Linked DNA regions of Mus musculus: region 1 is linked to region 2. Evidence: chromatin contacts called from public promoter capture Hi-C data. All regions are on one chromosome and are shown on one strand. Each heading gives the region's core, a stretch centred on a gene start, on an enhancer-like site or on the middle of the called end of the contact. The rest is flanking DNA. Distances are from core to core; before and after follow the strand shown. Region 1 overlaps Scarb1 (scavenger receptor class B, member 1). Region 2 has its middle 9.6 kb from the start of Ncor2.

Region 1 (5,977 bases), core at 1,474-3,973, 94 kb after region 2:
GTGTTTGAATTTCTCTGGTCTGGTCTGGTGGGGCTGGATTTGAACCTAGGGCCTGGAGCCTACTGGGTACAATCTCTCTCTTAACCTCTTCTCCAAGTCCATGGTATTTGTCAATCTGAGGGAAACATTAACATACTCTTGATTTATGAATGGCGTATGACTGAGTATGTTCTTTACCAGCAAGCAGTTAACCCCCCCGCCCCCAGATGCTCAAGGACAGGAACACACAGGTGAGGCCTAGCTTTGTCAGGACAAGGCTTCTTTGGCCTCTCTCTGATGAAACCCGCAGGACAAACAACCTTGCCCCCAGACCCCAGCGAGACGCCTGCCTTCTATTTTGGGGTCTCTCCTCCAATGGTTGACTGAAAAAGCCTGGCTCAGTTCTCACTGGGCAGCAGCAGGGAGGAACACCAGCCCGGAAGCCCAGACCGTGATGTCCTCCAGATCCTCATAGCTACAGTCAACATGGAGAGCCAGAGGCAACCAGACACCCCTTGGTGATGACAAGAGACTTGGGGCCTGTGTTTGGAAAGGGAAGCCGGGTGCTGGGGACTCCACAGGGATCCGTTCTTCCCAAAGCAAGCAAGCAAGCAAGCAAGCAAGCAAGCAAGCAAGCAAGCAAGCCTTAAAGAAGAAAGGCAGCCAGCTGGCTGACTGCAGGAGAGCAGGTGGGAAGACCCCCCCAACACACACACCAAGCACGCACAGAAAGCCCAGCCTGTGGCCCCAGGACATCTCAGGTGGGACCCTGTGAGTGGCTCTTGTACGAGTGTTCAAAGGTGGCCAGTGGCTCCCCTGTTTGCAGACAGCAGCCCTCTTGAATCACAGCTGATCACAGTCCTGTCCTCAAATTCCCTGCTTCACAACTACAGCTATCAGCAAGCACCCCAGGGGACTTGACCAATGTCGTAACCCCAAGATCTCATGCACGAGCCGGTACTCCTGAGGCCAGAAGGGAACGAAGGTTCTAGTCATGACCCCTTTGCTTCCTGCTTTCAGGGGCTGCATGCCCTGATGTTACATTCCTCAGTCATCCTTTCTTTATGGAAGTGACCCCTACCCCTGTCTGAACCACACTATTCTTGTCTTTTTCTTTTTAAAGTTTTTTTTTAAAGATTTATTTATTTATTTATTTATTTATTTATTTATTTATTGTAAGTACACTGTAACTGTCCTCAGACACTCCAGAAGAGGGAGTCAGATCTCGTTACGGATAGTTGTGAGCCACCATGTGGTTGCTGGGATTTGAACTCCTGACCTTTGGAAGAGCAGTCGGGTGCTCTTACCCACTGAGCCATCTCACCAGCCCTATTCTTGTCTTTTAAGATTTATTTATTTATGTTATGTATACAAGTACACTGTTGCTCTGCAGGCATCGGATCCCATTACAGATGGTTGTGAGCCACCATGTGGTTGCTGAGACTTGAACTCAGGACCTCTGGAAGAGCAGCCAGTGCTCTTAACTGCTGAGCCATCTCTCCAGTCGCCCACACTATTCTTTTTTTGAAGTTTAATTGATTTTCGGAGACAAGATGTCACGTATCCTAGGCTGGCCTTGATCAAACCCTACATGTAACCAGGGATGATTTTGAACCGGATCCTTCTCCCCTGGCCTCCTTCCTTCCTGAGTGCTGGGATTATAGGCACCTGTATTAGTTTATGTGTATGAGTGTTCTCCATGCAAGTATATGCACTGTGTGTGTGCCTTGAGATCACCTGGAACTAGGGTTACAGAACTAGGGTTACAGAACAAGGGTTACAGTTGGTTGCAGAACACCAGGTAGGTGCTGGGAATCGAACCTGGGTCCCTGCAAGCAGTAAGTGCTCATAATCACTGAGCTATCTCTCCAGACCTTCTTTTCTTTTCTTCTTCTTTTTTAAATATTTTCATTATTTTTGATTATTTTTTTTTCCTGTCAGCGCTGAGGCCTGAATACAAGGCCTCACACTGGCTAAACAAGTGCTCTATGGCTGATGTAAAACTTCAGCCTCATATGCTGATATATTTGGGTCAAGCAAAATTTATAACTAATTTCTTTCACTTTTTTCTCTGGACTTAGAAAATCTAAGTTCATGGTTCCACACGTGGCTCCTCCCACTTCCATCTCACACCCAACTCCAGCCCAGAGCATTTTCCTTGGGAAAAACTATCTTCTCTGTTTGGTTTAACCTGGCTTTCCTTTGCTTCTCTAACCAGCCCAGCCCTGACCCCCCACCTCTACCTTCGGCAGGCACTTTCCAGAGCGGGCACCAAGTGGCACCCACTTGTTGGCCAAATGACTGGGTACCTAGCCTCAGCCTAGCCCCGACCTGGGAGGGTCCTGGGCCTTCCAGGACTTGTAGAGAAAAGTTACTGCAGGGTGCGAGAGAGGAGGTAGAACAAGAGCTAGCTGCAGGAAACAGAGGTCGGCTGAAACCCGAGCCGAGTCCGAGGCGTGGCCGCCCCTCCTACTTACCTGGCTGCGCAGTTGGCAGATGATGGGCACCAGCAACAGGAGGCCTCCAAGCCCCAGCAGCACATACTGCGCGTAGTGAAGAACCTGGGGCATCAGCACCAGCTGCGTGTAGAACGTGCTCAGGGGCTTGCCACCCATTGCTCCGCTCTGCAGAAGAAAGGTCGGGCTGCACGCTGCGTCTCCAAGGCACCCATCCCACTGTGCCGTGCCCCGCCCCAAATCAGAACAGAGAGCCTCGGGCGCTTTGGCTAGAAGTCCAAAGAGAACTACATTTCCCAGACGCCCTTGCTGTTGGCACGCCCATGAAATGAGGCACTGGCTAATGGGAGGTGGATCTGGCCCCAAGCCTCCTCGCCTAACAGTCATCTCTTTCGCTGGTTAGAATCTAGTCTTAGGACCTGAAGGGCGACGAGATCAGGATGCCTGCAGGGTGGCCTGGTGCGGAATTCCATCTCCACTCCCCCCTCTCAGGGGCCATTAACAAAACCTGGAAATGGCTCTGTGGTTAAGAGCGCTGGCTGCTCTTCAAGAGAGCCCACGTTTCAGACTTGACGGCTCACAACCATCTGTAATTCCAGTTCTAGGAGACCTGATGCTCTCTGGGCTTCTGCGGGTACCGGGCACTCACATGATAACCATACATACATACATATGGGCAGGCTAAACATACAAATAGCTAAATTTAGGTACCGGAAGTTAACATAACATTAGCATCAAAGCGAACTAAAAGCCTCAGCTAACATACAGAGACCCCAGACTCCCTTCTACCTTCATAGACTCACCTGTTCGAACCACAGCAACGGCAGAACTACTGGCTCGATCTTCCCTGTTTGCCTGGAAACATGGGACACAAAGTGAGTGACCAGGGGTGATGTGACCCTCGCAATGGAGCTATGTTTGGGGCTTGGGGTGTCAGTGGGAGAGCTACTGGTTACCATGTGAAAGGCCTTCGCTCAGTCGAAACCACTTCACAAGAAAATGAGACAGAAAGATAAAGGGGAGCCTGTAACGCTACGTACAGTTGACTATCCTTAGCCAAGTTTGAGGCTAGCCTGGGCTACAGGAAACCCTGATGCAAAAAATTAATTAAGGGGCGTGGCAAGGCTCAGCTGAGTGGGTGACAGTGCTTGCTGCTAAGCCTGAAGACCTGAGTTCCATCCCCGGGACCCAGAAGGTGGAACAGGCTCCCTAAAGTTGTCCCAACCTTCACATGTTCATTGTGGCATGCACCTATACACACACACACACACACACACACACACACACACACACACACACACTAAACACAACTAAAAATGGGGCTAGAGAGATAACTCAACGGTTAAAAGGTCCTGAGTTCAATTCCTAGCCACCACATGGTGGCTCACAACCATCTATCATGGCATCTGATGCCCTCCTCTGGCTCACAGGTGTACATTCAGACAGACCACTCATTCATAAAATACATAAATACAACTTTAAAAATAAATAATAATATCTGTGTATGTGGTGGCACAATGCCTTTAATCCCAGCTCTTGGGAAGGCAGAGATAGGTGGATCTCTGTGAGTTTGAGGTCAACCTGGTCTACAAAGTGAGTTCCAGGACAGCCAAGGTTATTAACACAGAGAAACCCTGTCTCAAAAAGCCAAATAGTAGTAGTAGTAGTAGTAGTAGTAGTAGTAATAATAATAATAATAATAATAATACCAATAATAATAAAATAATAATGAGTCTCCTCCCACCAAAGCCTGGGTGGCTGCCCCTGTTACTATCTACAGGGGAACCTGATCGCACCACACACACCCAGGTCCAGCAAGTACTTTAACACCCCAAAAGCTAGAGGAGAAACTATCACTGTGCTGGGGATGGTTCAGTGGGGAAAGCATTTGCTGCTCAAGCAAATGAACCCGAGGTGAGACCCCTGAACCCAGGCTAAAAGCTGTGTGTGGCTTTGAACCTGTGACCCCAGGGCTGAGACAGGTAGAAGCTAGCTGGGGCTTCGGTGAGAATTCCTGCCGCGAGGGAAGAAAGGGAAGAGGGATAAAAGAGGACACATGGCATCCTCTTTTGGCCTCTGTATGAACCACCTTCCCCTCCAAAAACCAAAACAAAATCCCAAAACTCACAACACCAACAAGAAACAAAGATTAAAAGAAAAAAACAAAACAAAACAACCCATCACAGCCACGGGAGCCGGGCGTGAGGCGTGAGCGGGCGGCATCTCGTGCTGAGAAGCTGCAGTTGTGGCAATAACGCTGCACTAGACTTTGGTTCCTTACCGTGACAGATACTGCCAGGAGCGGACAGTACTGAATGCACCGGGGACAGAGAACAAAGATTTGCTTGCGTCTCTGACACCTCTCCATAAATCTATAAAGATTTCTAAAGAGTATTTGAGGCAGTGGAGCAAATCAATGTTTGGCTGCTGACCTCAGGAACTCAAGCCCGTGGCCAGCCCACTTTGGCCTCCGGTTTCAAGAGCCCAGATGAGTCAGATCAAGTGGCGCATGTTCAAGGCCATGATGGGCTACAGAGAGATTAAGGGCAGCCTGGGTAATCTAGTGAGACCTAAAAAGTGAAGAGGGCTGGGATGTAATTCAGTGAAAGAGTGTTTTCTGGCATGCAGGAGTCCCAGGGTGTGTGTGTGTACAGAAGCCTAGCTGAGTCCAGCAATTCCCGGACTTAGTTTTCACCATGAAGCCCAGAGTCCACCTCTTCCTCAGTGGTTCCCAGGCATGTGATCTGCGATGCTGAGGAGTGACCAGCATGTGGGTCCTTTCGTTCAAAGAATTATTTATTTTATTTGCATAAGTACACTTTAGTGTTTTCAGACACTCCAGAAGAGGGCATCAGATCCCATTAGAGATGGTTGTGAGCCACCATGTGGTTGCTGGGAATTGAACTCAGGACCTCTGGAAGAGCCGTCAGTGCTCTTAACTGCTAAGACATCTCTCCAGCCCCAAGGCTGGACTCCTACCACCATGTTTCTGCCGGGCAAGCAGGGAATGGGGGCAGGAGGACTCTCAGTCTCACTCTGTACGTTACACAAAGCTAAACATAAAGTAAACCCAGGGAATTGTGGTTGAGAACACTGGCAGGACCCAGGTTCAAGTCTCAGCATCCATTCAGTGGCTCACAACTCCGTCTAACTCCAGGTCCCTATGCCCTCTTCCGGCCTCGGCGGCTCTTGCACTTACATGGTGCACAGACATACAAGCAGGCAAATCCATCCTACTGTGGGGGAGACAAGATTACCAATGCGACTAATGGCAGAAGAGCCCTTGGGCGTGGAGGATGGAGGTAGTGTCAGGATGCAGCCTGGGTCTGAGTCTCCATCCAGAGCAATGATGCAATCCCAGGAAAAGAGGTGGTTGGATCCCAACGCTTGGGCCTCGCCCTGTCCTGTGCCTTGCATCACCAATGCATGAAACCTCCTGGCCCCTGAAGCTTTCAGAAGCTCCCGTCCCAACTCCACTCACCCGATGCCCTTGACAGATTTGATGTAGAGGCTCAGCTGCATCTTCACAGAACAGTTCATGG
Region 2 (6,301 bases), core at 2,889-5,388:
CAAACCCAGGAAGAGCTGCCACAGTGGCGGGCACCCCACTAGCCCCACCTATCATCCCACTGTTGCCTGGCCCTTTGAAAACCTCTGGATCAGTTCTCCAGGTGAGGGGCGGCCCTTCCAGCCACCCATCCAGGGTATTCCTTGAGGACACGCTCTGGCCCTGGCGCGTGGCTAACAACAGACCTCACTGAGAGAGGGTGGCTTCATGCCTCTGTGGGGCCATAGCTTCCTCAGCACCAGGCCTGTGTCTGGAAGATCCATTGGAGGCTGTTTAGCCTTAGAGCATGGAGAAGGGCCAGAAGCAAGTGCAGAGACAGAACACAAGTGAAAGCTGCCTCCAGGCAAACCCCCTAGGGCTCCAGATGACTGAGTCAAGCACTCCCAGAGCACTGGAGAGGCAGAGACAGGCAGATCTCGGAGTCTGAGGTCAGCCTGGTCTACACAGTGAGTTCCAGGTAAGCTAAAGCTACACAAAGAAACCCTGTCTCAAAAAAAAAGGGGAAAGAGTGGGAGATCTAGGGGATCTTGCTAAGGATTTGATGTTTAAGATGATGGCAGGTGGTAGGGATGAGACATGCTGGGCTGCAGATTCTGCCTGGCATTCTCTTCTAAACTAGGAAGATCAGGGTCCCCATCCAGAGCTTTCTAGCTAGGCACCTTACAGAGGTTATTAGTCTAGGAAGCTGTGTGCTATGGTGGCTGGGCACCCAGACCCACAAGTAGACTGCTAGCTGATCAACTTCTGATGAAGTCGCTCAACCCCTCTGGTCCAAATCGTACAGGTTACCATGGGAATTAAATGGCAAACTGTCGCTGAGCCTGCAGGGAATCTGAAGATGGAACTCCTGCCTGCCGTCATCGCCTTACGGATGTGGAAAGCATCAGCACCTCAATGTCACCCAGCCGAGAAGCAGCATCATGGTTACTTTTTTATTGCTGACCTGAGAAACTGTGACTGTGATGGTTTGTATATGCTTGGCCCAGGGAGTGGCACTATTTGGAGGTGTGGCCTTGTTGGAGTGGGTGTGGCCTTGTTGGAGTGGGTGTGTCACTGTGGGAGTGGGCTTTTATTTTATTTTATTTTGGTGGTGGTGGGGGGTTACGAGACAGGGTTTCTCTGTGTAGCTCTGGCTGTCCTGGAACTCACTCTGTAGACCAGGCTGGCCTCGAACTCAGAAATCTGCCTGCCTCTGCCTTCCAAGTGCTGGGATTAAAGGCATGCGCCACCACAGCCCGGCGGGAGTGGGCTTTAGTACCCTAGTCCTAGCTACCTAGAAGCCAGTCTTCCACTAGCCGCCTTCAGATGTAGAACTCTTAGCTCCTCCTGCACCAGGCCTGTCTGGATGCTGCCATGCTCCTGCCTTGATAATAATGGACTGAACCTCTGAACCTGTAAGCCAGCCCCAATTAAACGTTGCCTTTTATAAGACTTGCATTAGTCATGGTGTCTGTTCACAGCAGTAAAACCCTCACTAAGACAATGACCCAGGCAACTTATAGAAGAAAGGGTTTATTCAGATCTTGCTTACAGTTTCAGAAGGTAACCCCATGACTGCTGTTTAGGGGGTGTGGCAGCAGGCAGACAGGCATAATGCAAGAGCGTTAGCTATAAGCCCTTATCTTGAGACAAATCATGAGGCGAGGGAGTTGCCTGAAAAATGGGGTGAATTTTGGAAACTTTAATGTTCCCTCCAGTGACACACCTCCTCCAACAAGGCCACACCTCCTAAACCTTCCTATATAGTTCCGCTAGCTGGGACTAAGCATTCAAACCTAAAAGCCTATAGGACCATTCTCATTTAAACCTCCACAAGTCCATAAGCAGTTACCATTAGCAAACAGCTACATGGCACTCCAGAGCCACAGGAAGGTCCAGGGGTCAGGGCTCCAACTTCCCTGAGGTGGCAGCATACCAGTGCCAGCTACAGCAGTCAGAGGATGCAGCCACCCAGACCCTCTTGTCATGGTACCAGCCACCCCAGGGCCAGACAGAACTTCTCAGGTTGTGTCAGATACAAAGAGAGCGATAAGGATACCCAGGAGAGAAAAGGACTAGGCAGGGAGACAAGCCAGGGCCTACAATTCATCCCCCAAGTCTGCCATCTCACCCACTCTGGCACACCCACCTTGGCCTTAGGATCTATGAGGAGCATCTCTGGTACTCAGGACTGCCTCATATACACTATCACTATTGCTCTTCACTTCCTGAGTGCACTTGAAAAAACTTGCCCTCCCCCCAGCGCCCCTCCCCCACCTTTCATGTTCAGTATGGCTTGTCACCCTTGTATAGTCAGGGGTCTCACCCAAAGTCACAGAAGCAATAGAGCATGTGATATGACTAGAGAAGACAGATGATTGATAGATAGATAGATAGATAGATAGATAGATAGATAGATAGATAGATAGATATAGACAGATATATAGACAGGCGATAGAATGATGATAGATAGATAGATAGATAGATAGATAGATAGATAGATAGATAGATAGATAGATAGATGGTTTGAATAGGAATGAACCTCAGAAATGCAAGCTTATGTGTTTGAATGCTTGGCCCATAGAAAGTGGTGCTATTAAGTGGTGTGGAGTTTGTTGTTGTAGTAGGGGCAGGTGCAGCTTTGTTGAAGGAAGTTTGTCACTAGAGGGTGGGCTCAGAAGTTCAAGTCCTGGCTCAATGGCTCACAGTCACTTCCCGCCCCCCACACACATACACACTCCAGATGTAGATCTCTCAGCTCCCTCTCCAGTACCACATCTGCCTGTGTGCTGCCATGCTTCCTGCCAGCAAGATAATGAACTAAACCAGGTACGCCAGCCATAGTTAAATCATTTCCTTTAGAAGAGTTTCTGTGGTCATAGTGTTTCTTCACAGCAATAGAAATCCTAAGACAGACAGACAGACAGAGAAATAGAGATAGACTGTAGATTGATGATAGATAGGTGATAGAAAGATAGAAAGATAAATAGATAGATAGATAAAGACAGGTAGATAAAAAAATTGAATGATAGAAGATATAGCAAGATTATATATAAATGGCGATAGATAGATCAGTTTGTGATCAGTAGATAGGCGGTTGATGGATAGAGTCTTAGGACCTGGCTAACAGTCATCAAGGCTACAAAAAATCCCAGGGTCAGCAGTTTGCCCACTGGAGGCCCAGGAAGCTGGTTCCCTTGGAGTCTGGAGCTAAGACCCAGGACAGCTGCCATGTGCCTCCATCCAAAGCCTGGAAGCCCAAGAGGCGCGCTCTGCTTCCAGTTCAGCCGCACAGGGAGGGGGACACCTGCTGACCGGGCTTTCAGGCAGCCAGGCAAGGAACTTCCTCTTGCTCTCAGGAGAATCAGCCTTCTCTGCTAATCCGGGAGAGCTCCGCCCACACTGGGGAGCATCCACTGGTTTGACTCACTCTCTGCATTCACTCAAGAGTGGGTACATCCTGAGTCATTACCAGGAATGATGTTTGGCCAAAGGTCTGGGCACCTCCTGACAGGGCATCTGTTGTGGAGTATCTGTCCCCCCCCCCCCCCCCCGTACATGTATTTGATATGCACGTGAATTTTGTGGGAATATGGATCTGGTGTGTCTTGTCCAGGACTCAGTCTCCAGGACCCAGAAAAGCACATGGCAAAGAGTTAATGCTGATGTAAGGGTTACTGAGTGAATGAGTCAACATAAGAAATGTAAACTTCAGCAGGGCGCTTATGGCACACGCCTTGGGAGGTAGAGGGCAGGTTGGATGGCTGTGAGTTCCAAGCCAGCCTGGTTCTACAGAGTGAGTTCCAGGATTGCCAGGGATACACAGAGAAACAAAATGAACCGAAACAAAATGAACCGAAACAAAACAAACAGAATGTACACTTCTGGGTCAGGTTTCTTAGAAGGAACAGCTTACTAGAAGGATTAATCCTTTTGACTCAGGGTTTCCGAGGGGTCAATCTGGGGTCACTTGAGCAGAGGTCATGGAGATAGGGATGTGTGGAGAAGAAGGTTGCTCTCATTATGGTGGACAGAAAGCTCAGAGGGGATGCGGGATACAGGGAGACACACACACACACACACAACCCTACTCCTCTACTACCACCCCTACCCACTGCCTTCAGCTAGGCCCCGCCCTCTGGCTCCTACCGCCTCCCTACAGCGCCACCTGCTGGAGGTGGGGCTTGAGGGAGGGCGTGCAGGTTCTTCAAGCCAGCCGCTTATCCCGAGTGTCTAGATGAATCATTACCTGTCCCCTGCCACACAGAACAGGGCTGACGTGTGCAACCAGCAGGCATGGTACGCGGCACAGACTTGCTCACAAAAGGCCTTGCGGTGTTTGTGCCTCTCATGTTTAAGGTCAGATTCTGAGGACACTCGAGTTAGGCCTTGAAGATCCCCAAGACAGGGAGCCATGGCTTCCTGGCACTAAATTACATCTGATAGGAAGGATGGCCTCTGGAGGTCCCAGCATGACCCTTGATCTCAGGCTTGAGAGGCCCCCCCAACTCCACCCCTACCCCTAAGCTATAGCCCCTCCCCTCAAGGCTATCCTGGGATCCAACCTCTAGCATTTTATCCTGAGGCTACAGGGTAAACTGAGGCAGGCACAGCAGGAGATCACGGGACAAAGTACTGATCCCCTTGACCTCAGGCCAGGTACAACTCTGAGCCTTGCCTCGGCTTTCCCTGTGGTAAAGAATGAGCAGCCCCTCCCCCACTGCTCATGCAGGTATGAGGTGGACCAGGCAACTGAAGTCTGACAACCACTCCTACTTGCTCCCGATCCATCCTGCTTCCCCTGATAGGGTGACTCTGACAGCGGATCTGTGGACCCCCATACCCAGCACCTGCAGATTCCACAGCCCTGCCAGTCCATTGCCTGGGCCAGTGGCCAACAGGCCAGGGCAGGTCTGGACTTACCCAAACAGGACGCCTTCAGGCTTTTAGCTTTCACCCAGGCTCTCCTGAGATTAAGCAAGGTTCACTCTGAGGCAGGTGTTGGGCCAGCATCCCTGAGGCCACATTATGTAAGGAGCCAAGGCCTTTCCTCATCCTTTATGGACAGGACCCGGCTGTCCTTCCCAGACTCCCTCATAGCCAGGTGTCTCCACAGGAGATGGGATGACCGGCAGGGTAGGGTGGTTTCTCTCCTGCTGGGCCTGCTCAACTCTGTCCGTGGTACACATCCACCATCTGCCCCAAGCCATGAAAGACAGAGCCAAGGAGGTAAGGGACACCTGAATCACAGCCTGGAGGTGTCCCTCTGCAAGTCAGGAGCACTCTACAGGGATCTCCCGTGGCTGCAGCCACCATGCTACTTGATTCCATGGCTTCCTCAACGGGTTGCAATAAGCTATGGAGCTTAGGGATGCTGCGGCTACTTGTTACACAGCAGCAACTTTGTAGCTGACTGTTACATTAGGCTCAGCTCCACCTAGCACTAAGGTTCATCCTTAGCTCTCAATGGGGATGACAAGGCGTGTAAGATGTAAAGGGAGAAACTGAGGCTCAGCGATCCTCATGTGGAGGACAGAGCAGAGGCCGAGCAGACTTAGGGCTCTGCTGAGAGCACTTATGGGACCTCCTATGTCCTAGTAAGGGGTGTTACATGAAGAAATTAGTGTGCAATGGCGGGTGTGGGAGATGGCCTTGTATGTAAAGCGCTTGCTGTGTATAAGCATAAGGCCCTAAGTTTGATCCCCAGATCTCATGCAATCAGATGCTGTGCGTGTTGGCACATTGATCCCTTGTGAGAGACAAGCAGACCCCCGAGGCCCACGGACATCCCTCCTACAACCAAGTTACTCTGGCAAGTTCCAAGCCGGTGGGAGGCTCTGTCTCCAAACTAAGTTCAAGGTACATGAAGAAGCACGCCGAAAGTGGTCCCCAGGTCAGGCCTACACACACGTGTGCACACAGGAAAGAATGAGGCCGATCCAAGAACACCTTCCCTCTTTGGGGAGATGCCAAGGACACACAGAGACCTTCAATGAAGAAAGAAGCAGCCCGGGGATAGCCACAGAAAGGTGTTTCAGGTAAAGGGGAAAGTGCAAGGGTCTTGAGGCAGAGCCAGGAGCTTCGGGGTATTGAGTGTATACTGCCAGCCTGCCCCTCCCTGTGTGCAGCGGGGAGCTGGCAGGTTTCCATCCCAGCAGGCTCTGCGGTCCGGTCCATTGTCCCTGCAGATCACCTAGCGGGGAAGGGTGGGGGGAGGCCACTACCGTGAGAACTAAAGGTCTCAGGATGGCAACACAGGAGGAGGTGGCTGCGCATGTGGGTGGGGGTGGGAAGGTGACAGGAGACACAGCCTCCACCACCACC

What was found. Capture Hi-C pulls out chosen DNA fragments and counts their contacts.
Region 1: a promoter capture Hi-C map of pancreatic islet shows a contact between it and region 2. The contact joins two enhancer-like sites. A contact is called at or near these places in 2 of 39 promoter capture datasets (hippocampal neurons and liver), 1 of 15 datasets of contacts at CTCF or cohesin (the NIH/3T3 cell line), 8 of 484 Hi-C or Micro-C datasets (CD4 T cells, the N1E-115 cell line, Sertoli cells and 5 more), 11 of 115 datasets of contacts at active chromatin or transcription factors (bone marrow-derived macrophages, craniofacial prominence, embryonic forebrain and 6 more) and 2 of 9 other capture datasets (adipose tissue and pancreatic islet).

Annotation. Positions count from the first base shown.
Region 1 is chr5:125,281,443-125,287,419 of GRCm38.p6, forward strand. Scarb1 (scavenger receptor class B, member 1) reads right to left here. Exons shown (of 13, transcript NM_016741.2): 9 at 5,917-5,977; 10 at 3,239-3,290; 11 at 2,457-2,603. Among named protein-coding and RNA genes, the nearest start is that of Gm32701, 19 kb to the right of the region's middle. Within about 2 kb of position 2,724, at least 127 of the 459 cell types and tissues checked have an H3K27ac peak or open chromatin away from gene starts, as enhancers often do. A contact at or near this core is called in pancreatic islet, where this site is marked.
Region 2 is chr5:125,185,688-125,191,988 of GRCm38.p6, forward strand. No RefSeq gene overlaps it. Among named protein-coding and RNA genes, the nearest start is that of Ncor2, 9.6 kb to the left of the region's middle. Within about 2 kb of position 4,139, at least 88 of the 459 cell types and tissues checked have an H3K27ac peak or open chromatin away from gene starts, as enhancers often do. A contact at or near this core is called in pancreatic islet, where this site is marked.